Linked DNA regions of Gossypium hirsutum: region 2 is linked to region 1. The links are chromatin contacts, called in public Hi-C maps. All regions are on one chromosome and are shown on one strand. The core of a region is the stretch at or near the end of the contact, and the rest is flanking DNA. Distances in the headings are between cores, read along the strand shown. Region 1 overlaps LOC107934981 (WUSCHEL-related homeobox 5). Region 2 holds the start of LOC107943968 (60S acidic ribosomal protein P0).

Region 1 (6,742 bases), core at 1,814-4,313:
CAGGAACTCCTCATATAAGAGTTCTATATAGTAGTGAAAATGACTAGAATATAAAGAGTTCTTAAGTTCGAACTTAAGGAAAATGCATTATTGGATGACAAATCTTTAAGAGGACTTTAAAAATATATTATTATAACACATATTTCATTTGATTTAATGGGTTTTTTTTCTTTAAATTTTTGCAGGGTTTTTTGAGGTTAAGGAATATCAATCAGATCAAAGGGTTATTGAGACATTACAACTATTTCCATTAAATTCCTTTGATGAAAATGAGCAAGAGAAGCTGAGATTCCATGCAAACGAATGTAGGGAAACATCATCATTTCCATACACAATCAATAACCCAGAAATGGATCATCCACCATTGGATCTTCGTTTAAGTTCCCTGTGAAAAAAATCATAAAAATGTTTAAAAAAAAGTAATTTTAGGTTTATGCAATGATGAAATTAGGGGTAGAATTAATTTTTATGTTGTAGTTTGGAAATTTTTACGTTTGTAATGGTAATTTCTCCTTTTTTTTAAAAAAAAATTTATGTTAAATATTGAAAATTATATCAATGCTAAGACATTCCTCCTCTATATGCTCATAAAATGATTTAGTTCTTTTTACTTTTTTTCTCTCCATGTTTTATGATGTTTAGATTTAGTTTTCAATGAAATTTTAATTGCTTGGAAATTGGAATTTTGCTTCCTCTCATACAAAAAAAAAAATGTTTGTCTTTCCTTGAGATGCATAAAAATGTATTCTATAAGATTAGATTCTGCCTTGGTTTTGCTTCCAATCTTTGAATTTCATGTATGTGTACATCCATTAATATATATTTAAATTTTGTTTTGGTATTCTAGTAATATAGTTTTTTAATTTCATAAATCTATTTGAAGTTTTAATAGTTTAATGTAGCACTTCAGTAAAATTAGTGTTATCGTGGTGAATATTGTAAATCTTAAGGAATAAGATTGTACAGTGCTTAAATTTCTTAAGAATCTCATCTTGTAAATAGGCTTTAACCTCAATCGTCAATGTAATTTAAAATGTATTGTGTTAGATTTAGCGGAGCTCAACTATAAATACAGGCCTTTCTCTTTATTTGTAATCATTCAGTTGTAATTTTTCAAAGTAATAGAAACACTTTAAAAGCATTTACTCAAACATTTATGAGCATTTGCTTTTTTGTGACTTTTCTATTTGTCATTAGTTTCTTTCTTGAGAGTTTGCTTCTATTTTATTTCAGTGCTTTATAAAATTTCCTTTGTGTATTCTCACTTGAGAATTAGGCTAACTTAAATAGATTTAAAGCAAAAAAATCTCATAAGATAGCATAAATTATTAGCATAAAGTTCTAGCGATGTGACATTAGCAAATAGTACTACACTTGGACATCTCATTAAAAATCATTAAAACAAATAAAAAAAATTAATTTTTTAACCCTTAACTAAATTGTTTTAAGAGATGTCATTGTTTGATGCTCTTTGGCTTTGTGACACTATTTTGATTTTTTATCAGCAAATACATTTTTTTTTTGATTTTTTCTCAGAAAATACATTTTATTAATAAAGAAAAGTGCACTGGTACCATATTAAACATAAGACATTGTTGCGATCAAGGATAATTTCGAAAATTCCGTCAAACGGTGGCCATACCATTTTTCTCATTTAGATGCCTACAATTCTTTTTGTCAAAAATTATACTTAAATTATTAATTTCATCACGTTTTACCTCAAAACATAATACCAAGGTCCCGTCGCAGACCCTCTCCAAGATTAATAAAATTTTAATTTAATTTCAAAAACTGTAAGAATATGTTTCAATTTATTGTTATCAGTTAATTTTGCAATAAAACTTTGATTTAGCTGAAAAAAATATTTATAAGTTTTACATTTAATGTGTTTTTAGTGTACAAATTAGAATTATTTATGATATGAGTTATTTGATCAAGTTCAAAGATCTATTCGAAATTTGAGAAAGTTTAAACATTTTTTTTTATGAAAGTCTTTTATTAAAAAACGAAAGGAAACATTGCTAAGGCGATATCCAATCAACAACAAGAAACAAAACAGGAAACACTTCATAGTATAAGGAAACCATAAAGACCCCTGAGCATGAGCAGAGAACTTAAACATGAGAAAACAGACAAAAAACACATTCCATGCCAAGATCATAAGCCCAAAAGGCATTGCTATGGTAGGGATTGTCAAAGAAATTCAAGACAAGCATGGAACGCAAGGATCTGATGCAGAGGCAGTTTCATGAGTATTGTTGTAGAAGCCATAGGTTGAGGGACAATGAACACCTGGTGAAAAAGTTGGAAATTTGCATTTCTATGTTAGTGCAACCAATCACATTGTTGCATTTTCATCTCTGATCGAAAGCTATGTCATTGGTTGATATACCTCGAAGATCAAAGTATGTCACATTGTAATAGATCCGTTTAAAATATGAGTTTAGCTCTAGTTCAAATATTTAAGGCCTAATACTGACATATTTTCTTATAATATATTATATACTTTATAACACATAAAAACTAGATTTATAATAATCTATAATACTATAATGTGAATATTAAAATAACATTAAGATTCGTATATACAAACTTTTAACAAATGAAAAAAAAACAAGATTATTAAATATTAAAGTAAAACTAATATAAATATTTTTTAAAAAACTTTCAAAAAAACATGATTAGGTTTGAAATAGGTTCGGATTAACTATTTAAAAATATGAGTGGGTTTAGACAATATTAGACCCATATTTCATGTTAGGCCGACCTTGAACAATTATAAAGTGCATTAATATCATACTTAAATCAGACTCGAACCTGATCTAACTTGGCCCATGAGCATCTTTAGTATAAATCTATATACTAATAATAAATTATGTGATTTCATGTGTTAAAAAATTTAATTATCTAAATTTATTTTCAATGGATTTTAAAGACATAGTAGTGTATAGTTCAGTTTCGGTGCATAAAATTATATTGCAAAATCAATATACAAAGGTGAAAGAATTTCCAGAGGAATCACTTCGAAGTAGAAATGTCTATGGGCCAGACTTGGTCTGGTCAAGGCTCAGTGTCAAAATATTTCAAGCCCAAGCCTGTTTTCAGGCTGGGTCTGACCATCCAAAAAGCTTTTTTTTTATTCAAAAATCAATAAAATATAAATATATATATACATGTAGTTGTTATTTTATATATTTTATAATTAAATTTTAATTGAAAATACTTTTTTACTCTTTAAATTGAATTCGAGTTGGGTCAGACCAAAGTGAAAAAATTTTTATCCAAGTCAAGCCAAGCAGGCTATCCGATCCTTAAATAGATCTCGTTCCAAATAAAACTTATTGTGGCATTTTACGCAAAATTGTCACCATATATATTAGGAGCATATCAATTTAGCATTAGCGATGTTGTTACTTAAAATGCCGCAAAAAAAAAAACATTTAATGGCCATTGATCAAAAAACAACAGTGACATTTATAAGAAAAAAGAACTGCCACTAAAAAGTAAATATCCGACATTCTTACAAACATTACTAATATTATATAAACATTACTAATATAATTTTTCAAAAATAATTTTTTAAAGTAAGATTAATAGCTCACCGAAAGGTTTAAAAATACCCATGCTGAAATGTTAGCATTATAATCAAAATTTTAATAATTTACGTTTCAAATGTAAAAACTTGGTCGGTCCAACTTTTTAATAAAAACACTTGTTTGTTCACTTGGGGATAGGGATACATTTATGTCCACCAAAAAAATTTATTTTAGGCAACATTGTTATAAATACCAAAGCAGCCCAAAGGAGGTTCGTGTACAATTCCATTTTAGGCTCATCACAAAAGAACCAATTTGGGAATAAATGTCCATTATCTTTAATTCTGTTGGGCCCAAAATATCATTTGCTCTGCATCAGATGTAGTTTTGTCTAGTGGGTGTTAGAATTATCCCAAACTCCGACTATTAGTCTAATTTTAAATGTCTATTTGAAATTTTAGCGAAAATATTAGGTTAGAAAAATGAGTTCAGACGAAACATTTTTTAAATATGTTTAAAATACATTTGAGTCTAGGTTCTAGCATTCAATGCTCAAACTTGACCCGATTTAACTTTTTTTTTAATTTGTAATATATTATATTATATTTATGAGGGGCAATTTACCTACACCAGTGTAAAATTAATATTGTTTTACATCTTTTCGTATATTTTTGTATTATGAATATTTTAATATAGATTATGTATGTTAAATTTGATGTAAATTTTTTAACTTTTTTTTATATAAAAAAAATTTAATCATTCAATAAATATTAATATAATAAAATTTTCGACCAATATGATAAAGACATCTGACCAGTTCGAAAACTTACATGCAAAATAAGTATAATTATATCGATAAACTCAGAATAAAAAATATAAGAAAGGGTGTAAAACATCATTAGTTTTACACCGATCTAAGTGGATTCATCCCCTATATTTATATATTATATAAATTATAACAAATAAAAAATATTAAATTGTTTGTATATAAAATTATTAAATGTTAAATTAAAAATGATATAAATATTTTTGAAAAATAATACAATTGAACCTAAAATAATTTTAAATTAATCATCTAGAAATAAATTAAATAAATTTTTAAATCGGTTATCGAGTTAGATTAGGCTTGAACAAATATCAAATGTGTTAATATTACTTTTAAACCTTACTCAACTCATAAACATTTTTAGTGAGAATCTTTAACAATAACATGATATTCCGTGACTACAAAGGTTCTCATTAAATCAATTTGATGCTATTTTTATTCCATTTTGAACTTACATTTTTTTTTAAAAGATATCGAATTTTTTACTACGTAACACATGACACAATGAAAGCTATAAATAATGACATGAAACCAATAAACCTTTTCCAACAATATTTGGAAGTTATTGGTAATTGAAATGGTGGTGAGATGGCATAGCAAGAGTAGGCCAAAAGCAATAAATTATTTTCATGTGCCATTGAGTCAGTCCCATTGTAGAAGCAACAATTTCTGTTGTTGTTGATTGCATCATCAAACCATGTGACTGTTCTTTTCCAAAATGCTCCCTCTGCTCACCCAATTTCTTTTTCACTCCTTTTGGGAATTAGTGACTGAATAACAAACTTAATTTGGGATTTGAGATTCAGTGATAACACAGAAGGATATTTTTTTTTTAAATACAAAAGTAAGAGTTGTTTCATAATTGAATCTGGAACAAAAAAAAATCAGGAATTCAACAAAATATTAAATTTTATAAAAAGGGTTTGGATCAGTCGGTTGAGTCTTAATTCGATTGGTATAGATATTATTATCAATGTAGGAGTGTGGGTTCAAGTGCGTTAAAGCACATTATCCTCTTATTTATGAGTGAGGGAGAGACTATGGATAATTATTAATATTGTGTCAAAAAGAGCGGCTATGATTCGAAGCTAAAATGAAATTATTAAAAAAAGAGTATAGATCAAAAAATTATTCACCCGACCTATGAATACTTATAACATTAACAATAACTTATTCAAATAGGAATTCTAACATTCATTTTATTGTTAACCCCATAGAGGTTTCAAGTTCTCAATTTTTTATAAATAAATTTTTATTATATTGTTGATTTCCCATTCTTAACAACTCAATCCTAGTACTCCAATTTATGTATCATTTTATTGGGAGTGTAAATTTGTAATTCTTAAATTTAAAATTGTTGGTGCGTGGAGATAAAATTAAATTCATGAAAAATTAATGAATACTTCAAGATGTGTAATCATTGCATTATTTTTTAAAAGTTCTATTCACTGTTACCTATATTTTCGTGTGCAAAATATTTATCGATAAATGAACTTCGAGGATATAATGAAGCTCAATAATTTGACTGTGTTTTGCATTGACTAAAATAGTCCACTGAGTATTAAGTGGAGTATAGTAAGAATATCAAATTCTATAAAAATTTTCTACAATAATTCTTTATAGAATAATTTTTGAACGTTAGAAGAGAAGAACGAAAAAAAAATTCTAAGTTTTTTGATGTATTATGTAAATGAAATTTTACTTTTATTTATACAATTTTTCCGTGTATTTCATAAAGGCATAACTATTCAATAGTTACTTATTTGGACAATCACATACATTAAAAACGAACATAATTATTCATTACATATTAATTGAATAATCAAACCTTTGTCTTAATAATCAAGAAAGTTATAAACTCCTCATTTACAATCACTGAAGCAATACAAATATTTGGCAGAATTACAAAATCCACCCTCAATATTTTGGGGCTTTTTCATTTCAGCCCTTAATTTTTTTTTTGCAATCTCACCCACAATGTTGCAAAAAAATTCAAATAAGGTCTACATTTTTGGGTCACATGGCATGCCACCTTAGTTGCTGATATGGATGACATGGCATAACACATAACCAATGACATGGTAATTTTGGGTACTTTCCAGATCTGGGGAAAGTTACAGCCTTGTACTCATTACTTTAGCTCTTCTAATCCTCTTCCTCATCTCATACGCCAACCACGGGTGCCGACTAAAGCTCCGCTCTTCTTTCAGCTTTAGCAACCCCACCTGCCACGAGCTCATGGCTTTTGATATTCTCGTCGCCCAATCAAGCGTCGCTGGGCAGATTACCAGGTTCAAGCACCGATTGACTTGGGGTTTAGGGTCTCTGTTTGGAGATCTGAACGGTCGAAAGGTACCCACTAACAAGGAGAATCACATAC
Region 2 (6,742 bases), core at 2,682-5,181, 82 kb before region 1:
AAGGAGCAGAGACCTGATAGCTAGTTCTCCTTGATGTGCAACCATTGTAGCTAGATGTGTAAAGATCCCACTAAGTTCTGAAATTGTAGATTCCACATTTTGAAGTGCAACTGCTCTACCTTGAGAGTATTCCTCTTGCCTGGGAACTACCTGTTGCAACATAGACATTTCCATGTGGTTTGAAGGCGTGCCATCCACAGCTGGCCTTCGTCTACAAGTTTCGGTAGAGGAAAATATAACAAATAGGGAAAACACAAAGCCATAATCAGTCCCATAGAAATAAAATAAAATAAAAGTTAAAAAAGGGAGCATGGGTTCGATCTGAATGCGTGGTAAAGGATAAGTACCAAGACGTCTAAATTTCATAAGATGACATAAAGATGTTGCTGCAACTAGTTCAGTATTATGATCAATAACTAGAACACTTGATTTATGGGAAAAAAAAATATAAACTCCGGACTTCAATCAAATATAACAAATACACACACCTCAGTTGGCTTCCAGCTTGAACTCCATTTTGTGGCGGTCTAGTTAAAAACAAAATACATACATTAGTCAAACAACAAGAGTAGTAGCTATCATTTAGCACTGGCAAAAACTGGCACATCAGCAAACTTAAATGTCTAACGAAATATAATATTCAATGTTATCGAGTAAATTGTAGTGCACTGTGCCGAATGAAAAGATTCTTTTAGATTCAGAAATAATGGCTGGAAAACGACTTGATCCAGCCACCTATACATGAAGACAGGGTAAAAGCTACCGTAGTAGTTTCTTATTCCAATGTTCATTTATATATCCTAAATGCAGCACCAAGAAATGAGAGTACCTACCCTAACAGTGGTGAACTCATGGGGACCTTTGAAGAACTAGACCAAGGAGGTGGCTCAGTTACGGATTTCGTTTGATGTTGAAACGGGTTCTCTCTTATTGTACTTTTAGAAAATAACTGTTTCCTATTTTCATGAGCTTTAATATTCTGCATAACCACAAATAATGCTTCATTAATTCCTACTCTCATTAGACAAACTACAATTCTAGGATAGTCAAGATAATAAAGAAACCTCAGTTCTTGCAGTCAACACATCTTGAAAATGCTTTGTAGCACCCATTAACTTGTTCTTCAAGTCATCACAAACAGTGGTCGAATGAACAATTCGATCCTCGGAGTAATTCCCATCGGCAATCTCCATGTTTTGAAGTGTTTGTAAATCAGAAAGTGCCATATTCAAGGTGGTAATATCAGTTTTTATCAACGCAGTCAGTTCTTGTATTTCAACAACCGGATCATCGAACATTGATGACCTTTTCGCCACTGCAACAATTACATTAAAAACAATAAAAAAATTCACAACATTTCAAAATCCCAATTGAAAACTAGCTACTAATCTGATCCTTAGGATTTATACCTATAGCACATAAATTAATCAACTTTTTTTTATTCTTAAGAGCTAAAATCTGGATTACTATATTTTTGAATTGGATCGAATAACAAGCAAAACTTTTTAAAAAAATTAAGCTAAGAAAACAATTAAAAGAAATGGCTTACATTTAGCAAGTCGACCAATCTTTTGAGAGGTTTCATGGATACCCGACCCGATTAAAGAAGCCTTTTTATTGAACTCAGATCTGGAGGATAGAGACGGCAGTGATTTAGAAACGTGGTCGTCTTGGAGATGATTATTATTATGATTGACGGTTGAGATCCCTCCGCCGAGCTTTTGAAGCGTTTGGGATAGTGATCGGAACTCGGCGGTCCGATCTCTGTACGGGGAAGCCATGGGCGGTGGGAAACGGCGTCGTTTAAGTCGGCCGGAGAAAGGGAGAATTGGTTGGCGGCTGCCGGTGAAAGGACTTATATTAAGGAATTGGAGAGAAACGGTTACCTGAGAAAAAATCTGAACAAAATTCATTTGGATGGTTTCTTCTGTTGTTAGCGTGGTCCAATGAGATGTTTCCATGTCAGCTTCATGAATCTGCCCGCCATCTTACAATATTTGGTTAAATTTAGGTTTTAATCCCTCTATTATGCCCAACTTTAATATTTAATCTCTATACTTTAATTTTAAGAAATTTAATTTTTAGTTCTATGATGTCATTCCGAAAGTTAAAGAAAAATAATATTCATTCTAATTCACGGCATTAGCTATCCAGTCTAACTAATGATAATATAAAACAATAGGTAGTTTTCGATAGTTTTAGTTAAGGTTTTCATAATTAAATAGTTAATCAAATCAGTCAAGTCACCGATTCATCGTTCTGTCTAGTTTGATTAGATAAGACATTGAAAAATTTATAAAAATAAAAATATTAAAATATTTTAAATTCGGATCAATCGGTTTATCCGCATGGTTCAACCATATTGGCCAAATTCAATCGATTTGTATCAATTTCCGGGTCAACGGTTCAATGCCCTTCTCTAGATTGACACCCTAACTAATTCGTGATCTAATCCAGTTCAAACAACCTTGATTTAGTGCGATCTTCCAATGTTAACATGGTCTGGTGTGATGATGCCATGTTAGCTCGATGAATATGACTTGTCGTCTAACATTTTATATCAAATTATTATAATTTAAATTAAGCTTTAATTTTTATAATTTAATTTGTATCATTTGGTTCCTCGATATTTATAATGGTATTAGTTAACTTAAATAGTTAATAACAGGGATGTAAATAGCGGTCGAGTAGTGAAATAGCGGCTGCTATATAGCAGTAGCGGCGCCTTCCGAAACCACTACTGTTGAAAATAGCTGTGTGAAGCAGAGTCACACCAATAGCGATAGATCGCAGTCGCAATTTAACGGGTAACGGCCAATTGAGGCAATAACGGGCTGCTATTCCCGTTATTTTACAATAAGTGTTAGAAAACTTTAAAAATCATTAAAAGTGACTTTTTATAATTATAATTATAATTATAATTATTATGTTTTACAATAAGTTGTGCGATTTTTAAAAAAATTCACACCGCGATGCCCGCAATGACTGCAATCGAATCCGTTATGTCCGCAACCGCAATAAACGCAGCCCAACCAAAAATATGGCCGTAACCGCAATTTAAATCCCTGGTTAATACACTAAATTATTTCAATCAAAATTTTTACATAAATTTTTTTATTTTCTAACTCATCATGCATGCATGACTTTTTCTAAAAAAAGATGTTTATTAAATAAATAAATGTCAATATTTTAATAAAAATAGTTAAGGAAGTTAACAACTTGGGCTAATTATGTCAATATTCTAGAAAAGTGTTTCGTAAATAAAAAGATGCCAATATGGTTCGATGGACTTAATATAGTGGAAGTAGAATCATGGGAGCATATAACGGTAAAAGTGTAAATGAGATATTAGTGCTCACAAGATATTAAAGTTTGACTCGAAAGAAATTCAAACTCTATTCCGTAATTATTGAGCTGAGCTCGAGTTTGAATAGCTCTTGTTATCGATCGAGCTGAGTATGAGCTTAGTAATACTTATCTCGAATAGCTCATAAGCCTCAATATATATTATTAACCTAAGCTTAATTATCAAGTTGAGTTCGAGCTTTAGTTCGAGATCGAGTATAAAAATTAATAAACGAACTTAATCGAGCTCAAGCTCAAAAACAAATGTTCGATTGAGCTCACTTGAATTGAGTATCAAATTCTAAATTTCGAGCTGAAACTTGACAGTTTTTAGACTCGGCTTGACTCAATTACATCCCTAATGAAAACGGTCAAGGACTAACATTGTGTAGGTTGGTTGCAGCTTTAATTTTTGGATGGGTTTCCGTAAAAAACTATATATACTAGAGGGACTAAAACCAAATTTACTAACATGTCATTTTCCTATTTTACTCCAAACCCTAAAAACCAAGCCCAAGCCCATATAACAAAAAGTCCCCAAAACCCGAACCAAATCCAACAATTAAAAATACCCGGAACTAATCTCAACCGTTCGATCCAATCACAACCCCCAAAACCCTAATTCCCCTTTCATTTCCCGTCCTACTATATAAACCAACTGTAACCCTAATCTCCATTCTTTACTAACATCAAAATCAGAGGTTAAAGAGACGGCGCCAATCAGCTGTCCGCCTTGACCGACCGTCCGGCATCGTCTTGGCCCTCGATTTTTCCCTTTTGTAAACCTTTTTTCACCAATTCCCGAAATGGCAGTGAAACCCTCCAAGGCCGAAAAGAAAATCGCGTACGACGCGAAACTGTGCCAGCTCTTAGATGAGTACACGCAGATCTTGATCGCCGCAGCCGACAATGTTGGCTCGAACCAGCTCCAGAACATTCGGAAAGGTCTCCGAGGCGACTCAGTTGTTTTAATGGGTAAGAACACTATGATGAAAAGGTCTGTTAGGATGCATGCTGAGAAGACTGGGAACCAAGCTTTCCTTAACCTTATCCCTTTGCTTCAGGTACTTCAAAAGTTTCAATCTTTTTGTATATAAATTTTGGGTTTTTTAGTGTTTAATGAATGAATTGAAGTAACCCCTTTTTTGGTTGTTTTTGAATCAGGGAAATGTGGGTTTGATCTTTACTAAGGGTGATTTGAAGGAAGTCAGTGAGGAAGTAGCTAAATACAAGGTATATTGCTTTTACGTTAATCTTTTATTCATTAATGGAAGTTTGGATATTTGATATTAGGATTGTTTTGGCAATTCTTTTAGGGTCTATATACTTGGTGGAAATTTGGAATACTTGATTTTGTTATATCTGTAGAACATTTAGTCATAGGAGGCTAAAGTTATTGTTATGTAATTTATAATTTAGTATGGTTAGCTAAATGAATGGTTTAGGTATTTATAGTTTTTCTCATTGATAAAAATCAAATTTTTGGAATTTTTAAGATTGAATTTAAGCTCATATTATGCTATTTGGTAAAAGTATCATGGTGACTCTGCACTAGGATTTGGATTGCATTTTGCCTTCTTTATTCAAAACATAGCTAAATTAGTACATGTACTTTAGATCAAAGAGTAAACTGATTTTTTTGTTAAATTTTTCATCCATTTTTACTGTAAGAAATTTGGCGTGGTTGAGGGATTAACCAGACAAGTATTCATGATGTGCTACTTGGACCATGTGTTGATGATGTTGTCGTGCATGGATCAGTTTCAAAAGGGATAAATAGATGAAATGAAAATTTTAAGAGTGCTCTTTTGCTTTTTGATTTAATGTATAAGGACTAATTTGCCTATTTTTTTATTAGAAGGGGCAAAATGCAATCTGACTTCTAGTAAATGAGCTTTCCTGCTACTTTTATCAATGGAAGCTCATATTATGCTATTTGGCCCGCTGTTATTTTGAATTTATAAGTTGATTCATTAGTGTATTTGTTTATGCTTGAATTAACCAAACAGATAAAGTCTCCATTCTCATTGTTGAGTTGTATTCTGTGTGTTTTCACAGTTATAAACTTTGCAATTGTGATTTTTGATGTTTGATGTTTTGAAGTTCAATTTTACTTGATCTAGTAGTTGTTTCTTGCTGTCACTTTTGTGTGTTTGTTCTAATATCATATTATTTTATGAACAGGTTGGAGCTCCTGCTCGTGTTGGTCTGGTTGCACCTATTGATGTGGTTGTTCCACCCGGCAACACTGGTCTTGACCCATCACAGACCTCTTTCTTCCAGGTACTGGCTATATCCTGGTAGTGTTTTGCTTGTTATGTCTGTTCTTCATGATTGCTTAATTCTTATTATCAATTTTTGATTACGTTGTAGGTGCTCAATATTCCCACCAAGATTAACAAAGGTACTGTTGAAATTATCACTCCCGTTGAGCTTATCAAGAAGGGTGACAAGGTTGGTTCTTCTGAGGCTGCACTTCTTGCCAAGCTCGGAATTAGGCCATTCTCATACGGTCTTGTTGTCTTGTCTGTTTATGACAATGGGTCAGTCTTTAGCCCTGAGGTGCTTGACCTTACTGAGGATGACCTGATTGAGAAATTCGCTACTGGTGTCTCCATGGTTACGGCATTGTCTCTCGCCATCTCGTACCCAACCCTGGCTGCTGCACCACACATGTTCATCAATGGCTACAAGAATGTATTGGCCGTTGCTGTTGCAACTGAGTATTCCTTCCCCCAGGCTGATAAAGTGAAGGAGTACTTGGCGGTATGGAATTCACCCTTTATCTCGTCTTATACTTTTGGAATTCCATAATGTTGTTATCTAAATTAAGTTCTGCATAAATCCAGGATCCAAGTAAGTTTGCTGTTGTCGCTGCCCCTGTTGCTGGTGGTGGTGGTGGTGCTGCTCCTGCTGCTGCCCCTGCCGAGGAGGAAAAGAAACCTGAACCTGAAGAAGAGTCTGATGACGATATGGGATTCAGTCTCTTCGACTAAGGTTATTTGTATTAAAGCATAAACATATAGGATTATTGACAGTTTACATTATCTGCTTTATTGTTTCTCATAGTTCTCGTTGATGTACTTTGATTGCTCTAAGTTTTGGATGATTTATGAAGTCTTAATTTAGTCTTTTTGCCAGTTCTATCTACATCTCAGTTTCCATTTTGTTAAAGTGTTTCCTACATAATATGTTATAGATCTGTCAACTGCGTGGATTGCTTTGGATTTGGGTTATATTGTTAGTTTTAGTTTTTGTCAGATAGGGTTTAGGATGGTAAAGTTTTTTTTATTTTTTATGATCAAATATTATTGTGTCAGGTTTGAGTTATAGGATTATGTTGGGTTTTTGTGTTCTAAAATTTGTATTTATAATGAAGGGTTAATGTTAGATTAAA

The links. A called contact is a pair of places that touch in the nucleus more often than the background predicts.
Region 2: a contact with region 1 is called in a Hi-C map of leaf, with 1.9 times the contacts expected there. The contact joins the promoter of LOC107943968 here to the enhancer-like site in region 1. A contact is called at or near these places in 7 of 34 Hi-C or Micro-C datasets (callus, cotyledon and leaf).

The regions. Positions count from the first base shown.
Region 1 is chrA10:116,854,277-116,861,018 of Gossypium_hirsutum_v2.1, reverse strand. LOC107934981 (WUSCHEL-related homeobox 5) reads left to right here. Exons shown (of 2, transcript XM_016867507.2): 2 at 186-580. The coding sequence ends at 391. Among protein-coding and RNA genes, the nearest start is that of LOC107934981, 4.5 kb to the left of the region's middle. Within about 2 kb of position 3,063, at least 1 of the 9 cell types and tissues checked has an H3K27ac peak or open chromatin away from gene starts, as enhancers often do. A contact at or near this core is called in leaf, where this site is marked.
Region 2 is chrA10:116,937,514-116,944,255 of Gossypium_hirsutum_v2.1, reverse strand. LOC107943968 (60S acidic ribosomal protein P0) reads left to right here and starts at 3,931. Exons shown (of 5, transcript XM_016877786.2): 1 at 3,931-4,409; 2 at 4,510-4,578; 3 at 5,530-5,628; 4 at 5,719-6,111; 5 at 6,195-6,485. The coding sequence starts at 4,152. The coding sequence ends at 6,341. LOC107943966 (syntaxin-31) reads right to left here and starts at 1,940. Exons shown (of 6, transcript XM_016877785.2): 1 at 1,550-1,940; 2 at 1,065-1,315; 3 at 834-979; 4 at 489-527; 5 at 14-211. The coding sequence starts at 1,913.